Linked DNA regions of Mus musculus: region 2 is linked to region 1. A link is a contact called in public HiChIP or PLAC-seq data. All regions are on one chromosome and are shown on one strand. Each heading gives the region's core, a stretch centred on a gene start, on an enhancer-like site or on the middle of the called end of the contact. The rest is flanking DNA. Distances are from core to core; before and after follow the strand shown. Region 1 overlaps Igf2bp1 (insulin-like growth factor 2 mRNA binding protein 1). Region 2 holds the start of Calcoco2 (calcium binding and coiled-coil domain 2).

Region 1 (4,516 bases), core at 949-3,448:
TTCTTAAAACATGAGCCAGTAACTCTTTTGGGGCTCTGTGGAGAAAAGGCCCTGTGGGGGAAAGGTGGGGGTTGGGGCCTGGATCCAGGGGAGGAGGCCATGGTGAAGTGGAAAACTCCAAGGAGCCCAGGTCCTCCCTGGGTTCTAGACTCTGACCTTGAAGTAGGATTTAAGATCTAGCAGAGCTTTAGCCCTTGGGGGTCAAACTGTGGGCACCCCTCCTCCCCTCTGGTGAGACAGTACCTTAGCCGGCTCTTCCCACCAGCGGTGCTGTTATTTTATGATATTGCCTCCGTTTTATCGAGGAAAGAAATAATAACTAAAAAATAATACTGTTTTAAAAGAAACCTGTATTTCTTTAAAAATATGGGAGCCAAGACTCCGTTTATGGGAAAGACAAGGCCACTCTGTTCCCATCGGGCCACCTGGTTTGTCATTACAGTGCTTTTCCTGATGATTTTTTGGTTATTGTTTCATTCCCACCCCACCTTGTTCTTGTCTGTGTCATTCTGCATAGACCACAAGGCCAGCGGACCCTCCATAACTGCCCTCCCCGTCTCCCTGCCTCCTTAGGTTGATCTGCTTCATTCTAAAAGTGGACCTGTTAGGGCATTCTTGGTTTTAGAGTGGTGGGTAGCCAAGAGGAGGAAGAGGAAATGCTGAGTGTGGTTGGGACAGGGTCTTACCACTTGGTCCCCATCACAGCCACGGTCTCTCATAGGCTCCAGACCATTTAGTCCAAAGAGAGAAACAGTCTTTAGGATGTAACAGGCCAGTAGAATTAAGCTTCCCACCTGGCTCTATGTGCTTTGTTCCCATTCAAAGCAGACAATGTTCAGACATCGGCCATTTAGTGATTTCAAGTGGATTTCTTGCAGCAAGCATGCTTTGATACCTGGTTCAAGTGACCATGGGGGGATCCCATAGTACCTGGAATGAGATTGCTGGAGCGTCTGTTCCTTGGGGACCTGCCCCCTTCACACCTTAAGTCCAAGTCCTTCCCTTTAGCTGATTGAGCTCCCAGAAGAGATCAGAACATGTGTGACAAGGGACCTGAAAACTTACATGGACTAGGCAAGGTTCCACTCATGGCTGGATTTGCCCAGCAGCAAGATTGTGAAAGTTGGCTTCCTAATGAAAGTAAGAATATGGACTAGGGGCAGAGGTCAGCAGGAAGGGAGAGCCTGGCTTATTTGGGTTGTCTGGTGACTCAAAGGCCAGATCTTAGGGCAGCTCCTTACCCTGCTTGTCACCTCTTTTTTTTTTTTTTTCCAAACCCTGTCCTAGGTAAGATGGCAAATTATTACAAAAAGCACTTGGGATATTTGGACAGTTGAGAAAAGCAACCTTTAGAAGAAACTGCTTCTGTGCTCAGAGGTCTATGTATAGAGGTGTGTGTGTGTGCACTACACACGTAGTTTTATGAATGAAAGGATCATCTCTTGGGTCTATTTTTTAAATTCTTGGAAACACATAAAAAGCCAAATGGTTTGACTCACTGACTGACTTTGAAGCTGCATCTGCCGCTTACACCGCAGTGGCTTTAACCCCCTCTGGGGTCTGGTTGCCTTTTGCAGTTTGTGGACTTAGTTGCTGGAAGGAGGTCTAGGTACGAGGGAAGTCGTGTGGCCTTTGACTCTTTCCGGTCCTTTCTGTCTTTCATTTCCCTAAACTCTCCGCTTTTGGGGAAAACTCCTGCCTCGCTATTGGCTGGAGACACCATGTCAAAACCCCGAGGATGCTGGGACAGGATGTTCCAGTTGGTTCTGTATGTCCGTTTTCCTTTGTGCCAAAGACAGACAGACAGACAGAGGCTGAGAGGCTGTTTCTAAGACAAAGCAGTGGCCGGCCATCTTTCTACATCTCCTAGGCCTGTCTGTGAGGGGGAGGGTCCTGGAGACTACACTAAAGACAAGCACCACTCTTGTTAAGTTCCTGGGGGATTGGGGTGTGGTGCTTGCCCAGGGCTAGGGAGCAGGGAAAAGGGGGTCCTGTTGCACTTTGGGGAAGGAGGGACTCTTGGGCTCCCTGTGGGACTGCTCTCCTCCCCTGTCCCCACTGCAGAGATGGCACCGTGGAGTTCCCTTCAGGCCTGGCAGACTGGCAGTGAGGAGGGGCCTCAGTTAGCTCTCAAGGGTGCCTTCCCCTCCTCCCTTCCCAGACACCCTCTGCCAAACTGGGAACCAGCAGTGCTATTAACTACCTCAGCCCCAGAGGGCGCCAAGCCTAACTGAGCCCCAGGAGGAGCTGTCGATTTAGGCAACTCTTCTCCCCCTCTCTCGGGACGAGGTCGCCTTTCCTTGTCCTAAGTGCTCCTGGGGGAGATCCTAGTGGCTTTGCCATTCAGACCACACAACTGTTTTTGCCTGTTTGTTGAAAACCAATAGAAGGAGACCAGCTTGGCAGGACATTGCAGGAAGAGACCCCCTCATCAATGCCAGGGGATGTAAAAGCCATTTTCCTTCCAGATACTCAATGGTTTAGGTGCAGAATGTTGTTCTTGTATTCAGACATACATAGAGTAATACCAGCTGAAACATGGTGTTTCTTTCCTTTGGATACATCTCAGTGAGGGTTCAAGATCCGGGACAGGCCACATGCTTCATGGTCTAGAGGCTAGGCCAAAGCCTCAACCCTGCACGGCCTGATGTGGTATCATTACGGATGCCCTCAAATGGGTGACTATGGACTGACAAAAGAAGAGAATTTGTTTTTCTTAAATAGCAGGATGCTCCTGGAGCGTGTGTTTTTCATAATCACAGATGATGAATACTACGAGTATAAATGGATGAACTACCTCAGTCCTCACAGTAAGATTGGAGATGAGGGCAGGGACTCATGCCTCGGGGATGAATCCCAGCCAGGAGAGAGTTTTGGCTTATGCCACACTAGGTTTGTCATGGGGATCGGGCAGGCTTGCCCGGGTCCCCACTCACATTGGTCGGGTTGGCAGGGTTCCGTCATCTCGTGTCCCCTCCCCCCCACCCCATCCCCTTTTCTGCTCTCCTCCCCCACTCTCTCATCCCTTCACTCCAGCTCCTCCCCCTCTCTCTCAGAGCTTAAGCTTAAGCTTGATGTGAGGAAAGGAATGGGCTCCTTCCCTAGAGAGCTGGATGGAGGGTGGTTCTGGGTCCGGCCTGGAATCCCCTAGTCAGCTCCTAACTTGGGAACCGGGGCCTCTTCAACAGGGTTTCTTCAAGATCCTCTGCCTCCACTGAGTCCCCTCGGGAGGTGTGTGTGTGTATGGGGGGAGGGGGCGCGCTCTGAGATAGAGCAGGATCCTTCTGCCCTGGGGCCTGGTCCAGTCTACCAGGCTCGCTCAGGCCACCTTTGTAGTTGACCACCGCCAGGTGCCCTAGCCCTCCCCACCCCTAAATGACCTCCTTATAGAAGCCTGTTTCACTTTTGGTTTTAATCTACCTCTTAGCAAAACAATATAGAGAAATTTAGGTAGTGGCAACTCCACTTGCTTAGGTTAGGCGGGGGAAAGATTTCTTTTTCCAAAGGAAAAACTATTACCTTAAAAATACTTTCCAAAAAATCTTAAAAAAAAAAAAAATAAAAACCAAAAAAAATTTTTTTTTCTTTTAAGGGAGGGAGACAATTTCCAGTAACCATGGGATTAATTTCCTACACTCTTTTCCCCCATACATATGGTTTCCTCTTTGGCAGTTGTCACATGTCACGTAATGATACGGCTTTCCCAGTGATCTCCTTGTCTGGTCACATCCCCACCCCAAGGAGTGCCAGTGAGACTCACCTGTGCTTCCTGTCACAGCTCTGGCCAGGTGACCTGGACATCTCAAACAGGAGCACTGGGCAGGGGTGCTTCTGGACTCGTTAGGGAACCTCATGTGACCACAGTTTTATGTGAACCACTGCTTATAAGCTCATTGGAAATGAATTTAAGCAGATTATAAATTTGCATGATGAATAAATACCTTTTACCACCATTTGGAGTCTCCCTTCTCTTCAGAAATCGTGATTCTGTTCTCCGAAACCAGAGTTGAATGAGAAGAGCCCACTCTGGCAGAATGGGTTGATAGGCAGTCCGAGGACACGGCTTCCGGGGAGGGCTTTATTTTTCTGAGTGGATGTCTGGGAGGCATTGGGGGGCTGCTGCTTGTGACTGTTAGACTCTGTAATTGCGATAACTTTGGGATTGTATTTTACCAGAACTCTGCCGGCCATCCTGACCCTGAATTTGATTGTGCCTTCCTCCCTCCCTTCTCTGTTCTTGAAGCTGGGGGAGGGGCAGCGGGCTCGGACTTGGCTAGTTTGTTTATTGAATGGATGAACGAACACTCCCGGGGGTCCCTTCCGGGGGAAAGCTGTTTCAGCCACAAAGCAATCTCATTCCACTGTTTTCAGCCTCAAAATAAAAGGAAACTTATATTGAAAGCTGAGTGTGTCTGTGCTTCTGGGAGTTGGGGAGCTTGGGTGCTCGGGATGAGGGGAGGGCTTTGCTAGGAAAAGAGTCCCAGAGAGTTGCCAGGGAGAGCAGGGAGATTGGCCT
Region 2 (4,516 bases), core at 1,363-3,862, 150 kb before region 1:
GTGACCTACCATGCAGGTGCTGAGAATCAGACCCAGTCTCTACAAGAGCAAATATGCTAAACCACTGAGCCAGGTCTCCAGCCTCCGGTTTTGGTTTGGTTTTGAGGCAAGGACTCCCTTTGTAACTCGGGTTGGCCCAGAACTGATTATACAGAGTGGTATTCTGGGCTACTCCAGACAAGCAGAAAGAGGACATTTTCAGCAGAGCGCAGATTTTTGATTGTTACATAAAAGGTCTTTTAGCAAGTCAATTCTGCAAGGCTAAAATATCTTATCTGATCTAGGCAGTTTCTAAAGCAACCATTATCTAAACAAAACCAGTCATTATTCAGCTTCTACTTATTCAAAGAATGTCCAGTGACTGCAGTTATGTGCTAAGAGACTGAAAATTCCTAAGGAAAGCAAGCCCTAGAATCTCAGATAACAATCACTGGTTATTTGCAAGCCAATTACCTCAAGGTTATGTTGCCTTCACTCAGGAGTAAAAGCCAGGTGCAATGGCTCTTCAAAAATTCTACTACAGTATAGACCAGGCTACCTCAAACTTTCAAAGATCCTTCTGCCTCTGCCTCCCTAGTGCCAAAATTATAGGCATGTATGATCCTGATTGGCAAGTCTTCCTTGCCTTTTTGGGGGGGAGGGGGCAGGTTTCCTGGCTGTCCTGGAATTCACTCTGTAGACCAGCCTGGCCTCGAACTCACAGAGATCCATCTGCCTCTGCCTCCTGAGTGCTGGGATCAAAGGTGTGTGCCACCACTGCCACTACCACCCGGCTCAGCTATTTTCTCAATCTTAATAGATTTGACATCCTTTTGCCTAGGTTTGTGCAGAAAGACCTTAATTTTCTCAAATCTTATTTTCAAAAATTAAAATTTGTTCATTGTTAATAGAGTGTGTGCCTGTGAGTTCATGATAATAGGTGAAGGGTTGGTAGCGCTGTGCCCATGCAGATCAGCAGGCTGCTTTGCCCTGTTGGTTTTCTTTCTCTGCCTTTCCTTGGACTTTGGGATAGAATTTGGGTCCCTGGGATTGTGCAACAAGTGATTCTCTGATGGAACCATTTTACCAATCTGATATTCTCAGACATTGGAAGAGGCACTCAGAGAGTCTGCAGGAGGGTACCCAAGATGTTCCTAGAAGGCAGAATTAGAATGTTTCTTTCCCTGTCTTAAATCTAAAAGTACTTCAGAAGCATGAATGTTCTGGTTATGTGATACAGAGCATTTCTTCCAGATTCAAACGCTCGGAACGCCTTTGAGAAGGGAAGGGACTTTTCGGAACTTAATCTTCCATAGGCAACGTGCATTTGGTATCCTCTGGGTAATTTTTGTTTGTTTTGCTTTGTTTTGAGACAGGGTTTCTCTGTACATGGCATGCGCCACCATTGCCCAGCTCCTATGGGTAATTACAAAAAAAAATAAAGGTAGCAGCCATGGTGGTGTTTCACATCTGTAATCCTTGCACCTGAAAGCCTGAGGCAGGAGGACTGCCTTGAGTTCAAAGTCATGCTTGTGATAAGAATCACACAATTCAGGCAGTGGTGGCACAGGCCTTTAATCCCAGCACTTGGGAGGCAGAGGCAGGCAGATTTCTGAGTTCGAGACCAGCTTGGTCTACAGAGTGAGTTCCAGGACAGCCAGGGCTACACAGAGAAACCCTGTCTTAAAACAAAACAAAACAAAAACATGAAAAGAAAAAGAAAGATTGAAGGGGAGGGAGACTCTGCTCATTCTGTGTCTACAGTAAAGAGACTTTTAATGAAGAAGTCACATGCCTTTTCCTTCAGGACCTGAGGATACCAGAAAGCTCTAGAGCACAAGGGCAACTTTCTCTCCATAAATTCAAAGCTGGCCCCTCATACATATAAAATGGGGATTAAAAAAAAAAAAAAAAGACTTTCTGAGTCAAGTCACAGAAGACCCAAAAAGGAGTTTAACAGATTTTCTTTCAGGACAGGAGTGAGCATTATTTTTTTAATAGACAAGGTCTCAGATAGTCCAGGCTGACTTCAAACTTGGTTGGCGACCAAATCTAACCCTGAACTGCTGACCTTGTGTTCCTGTGCTTAAAAACTGGAATTAGAGGTATCTACTACCAAGTGTGTGTGTGTGTATCAGACTAAAATGCCAGAGTCTGATCTGCAGCTATAGGACTATTAGTGACCAAAGTGTTTTGGTTTTTGGTTTTTTTGGGTTTTTTTTTTTTTTTTTTTTCTTTTTGGTTTTTTGAGACAGGGTTTCTCTGTGTAGCCCTGGCTGTCCTGGAACTCACGCTGTAGACCAGGCTGTCCTCGAACTCAGAAATCCGCCTGCCTCTGCCTCTGCCTCCAGAGTGGTAGGATTAAAAGCATGTGCCACCTCCGCTCAGCCCTAGATGAACTCTCAATGCCCTTTCAAGGATATGAGCTTTGAGCAAATTAAAATATAAACACAAACAAGAACAACAACAAAAAACCAGTTTGCCATCGGGGTGATAAAAAAGGCAAATCCAGCTCTTCAAAAAAGGCACTAAATGTCCCAGCTGTCCCGCGGCAAGGGCGGGGTTTGTGACTCAGTGGGCCGGGCCTGCCCATCCCTTCAGTCCTTAAACTCGCCCACCCGCCTTTCCCAGCGCTAGTGCTGCTGGCTGCTGTTCCTGGTGAGTACCTTAAGGGGTGCAATTGAGCCCTTGGATCCCGGAATTCAGACCTTGAGACAGGGTCTACAGGCAGGGCAGGGTGTGGGGGCTTCGGCATCACCCTAGGCCGTCTTGGAGTGCTCCGATTACCCACAGTGGGTTTGGGAGGGCGTGGGACCCCTTTCGAGTCCTGAGAAATTCTGGCTGGTTTTTCCAGAGACCAGACCTGTTGGGTTCGTCTCTGACAGGAGTCAGGGTCCTGCAGCAGTGGCCCTATGTATGGGTTCGCGGTGGTACCCAGACCCATCACCCCAGTGTGCTGAGGTTCCAAACCTAGCCTTGCTGTGTCACCCACCATGGCCTTCCAGGGCTCTGGCCACTTGTGTCCTGTAACTGTAGGTTGCTCTAGGCAGCCCAAGTGGAAAAGTTGTCAGTGCCTCAGGTGACCATGGATGGAGCTTAGAAGAATAATTTTGAGATGTTATATTATAACTTAACAGACTTTTTCTTATTTTTTTTTAAACTTTGGGGAGGACCCGTCTGTTTTTGTTGTTGTTTGTTGTTGTTGTTGTTGTTTTTAAGATTTATTATATCTAAGTACACTGTAGCTGTCTTCAGGTGCACCAGAAGAGGGCATCAGATCTTATTAGAGATGGTTGTGAGCCACCATGTGGTTGCTGGGATTTGAACTCAGGACCTTTGAAAGAACAGTTAGTGCTCTTAACCATTGAGCCATCTATCCAGCCCCAAGATGTATTTATTTATTAAGTGCACGGTATTCTGCTTGCATTTATGCCTGCAAGCCAGGAGAGGGCACTAGTCCTCAGTACAGATGGTTGTGAGCCACCCTGTGGTTGCTGGGAATTGAACTCATGACCTCTGGAAGAGCAGACAGTGCTCAACCTCTGAGCCCTTTTTCTTATTTTTTGCAAAAGAAAAAACTCATATAACAAAGGACTTCATTTACCAGGCGGTTGTTAGTTCATGCCTTTAATCTCAGCACTTGGTAGCACTTGAGAGGCAGAGGCAGAGGCAGGTGGATCTCTGTAAATTGTAGACAAAGGTCAGTTTGTCTACCTCAGGGAGTTCCAGGACATCCAGGGCTACACATTTTATACACTAGGTCTTTTCTTTTTGAAATTGTTATATTATGTGCATTGGCGTTTTGCTTGTATGCATGTATGTCTGTGAGGGTGTCATGTCCTCAAACTGGATAGATAGTTGTAAGCTGCCTTGCAGTTGCTGGAAATTAAACCTAGATCCTCTGGAAGACCTCTTAACCATTGAGCCAACTCTCCAGCCCTGTAACTATCAGGTCTTTGTAGCTTACTTATCATGCAAGATTAGGGATGCCTAGACCAAGTGCTTTACTGGGTACTGTCAGGAGCTCTGAGTGTTTGGAACTTACTTTTTTTTTTTTCTCCAAAAACTTAGAACTGTAGTTTGCCCATTTACCCTGAGTGAGAAGTAGACCTGGCTGTTGCTGCCTTGCTTCACAATAAGACCACCAAACCCAGACAACTAGGCAGATGCCAACAAGAGCCTGCTGACAGGAGCCTGATACAGCTCTCTCCTGCAAGGCTTTGCCAATGCCAGGCAAATACAGAAGTGGATGCTCACAGTCATCCATTGGACAGAGCACAAGGTCCCCAGTGAAGGAGCCAGAGAAATACCCAGGGAGCTGAAGGGGACTGAAGCCCCATAGGAGGAACACCAATATGAAGTAACTAGTACCCTCGAGCTCCTTGGAAGTATACCACCAATCAAAGAAAACACATGGTGGAACTTGTGGCTCTAGCTATATATATAGCAGAGGGTGGCCTAGCCTCTCATCAATGGGAGGAGAGGCCCCTGGTCGTGTGAAGGCTCTATGCCCAAGTATAGGAGAATGCCTGAACCA

The links. HiChIP or PLAC-seq counts read pairs in DNA pulled down with a chosen protein or histone mark.
Region 2: an H3K27ac HiChIP or PLAC-seq map of embryonic stem cells shows a contact between it and region 1, with 6 read pairs. The contact joins the promoter of Calcoco2 here to the enhancer-like site in region 1. A contact is called at or near these places in 3 of 39 promoter capture datasets (pre-B cells, second pharyngeal arch cranial neural crest and stem cell-derived epiblast-like cells), 4 of 484 Hi-C or Micro-C datasets (the CH12 cell line, differentiating embryonic stem cells, frontal cortex and 1 more), 1 of 115 datasets of contacts at active chromatin or transcription factors (embryonic stem cells) and 1 of 9 other capture datasets (pancreatic islet).

The regions. Positions count from the first base shown.
Region 1 is chr11:95,957,048-95,961,563 of GRCm38.p6, reverse strand. Igf2bp1 (insulin-like growth factor 2 mRNA binding protein 1) reads left to right here. Exons shown (of 15, transcript NM_009951.4): 15 at 1-4,401. Among named protein-coding and RNA genes, the nearest start is that of Mir3063, 4.1 kb to the left of the region's middle. Within about 2 kb of position 2,198, at least 8 of the 459 cell types and tissues checked have an H3K27ac peak or open chromatin away from gene starts, as enhancers often do. A contact at or near this core is called in differentiating embryonic stem cells and embryonic stem cells, where this site is marked.
Region 2 is chr11:96,110,058-96,114,573 of GRCm38.p6, reverse strand. Calcoco2 (calcium binding and coiled-coil domain 2) reads left to right here and starts at 2,612. Exons shown (of 6, transcript NM_001271018.1): 1 at 2,612-2,637.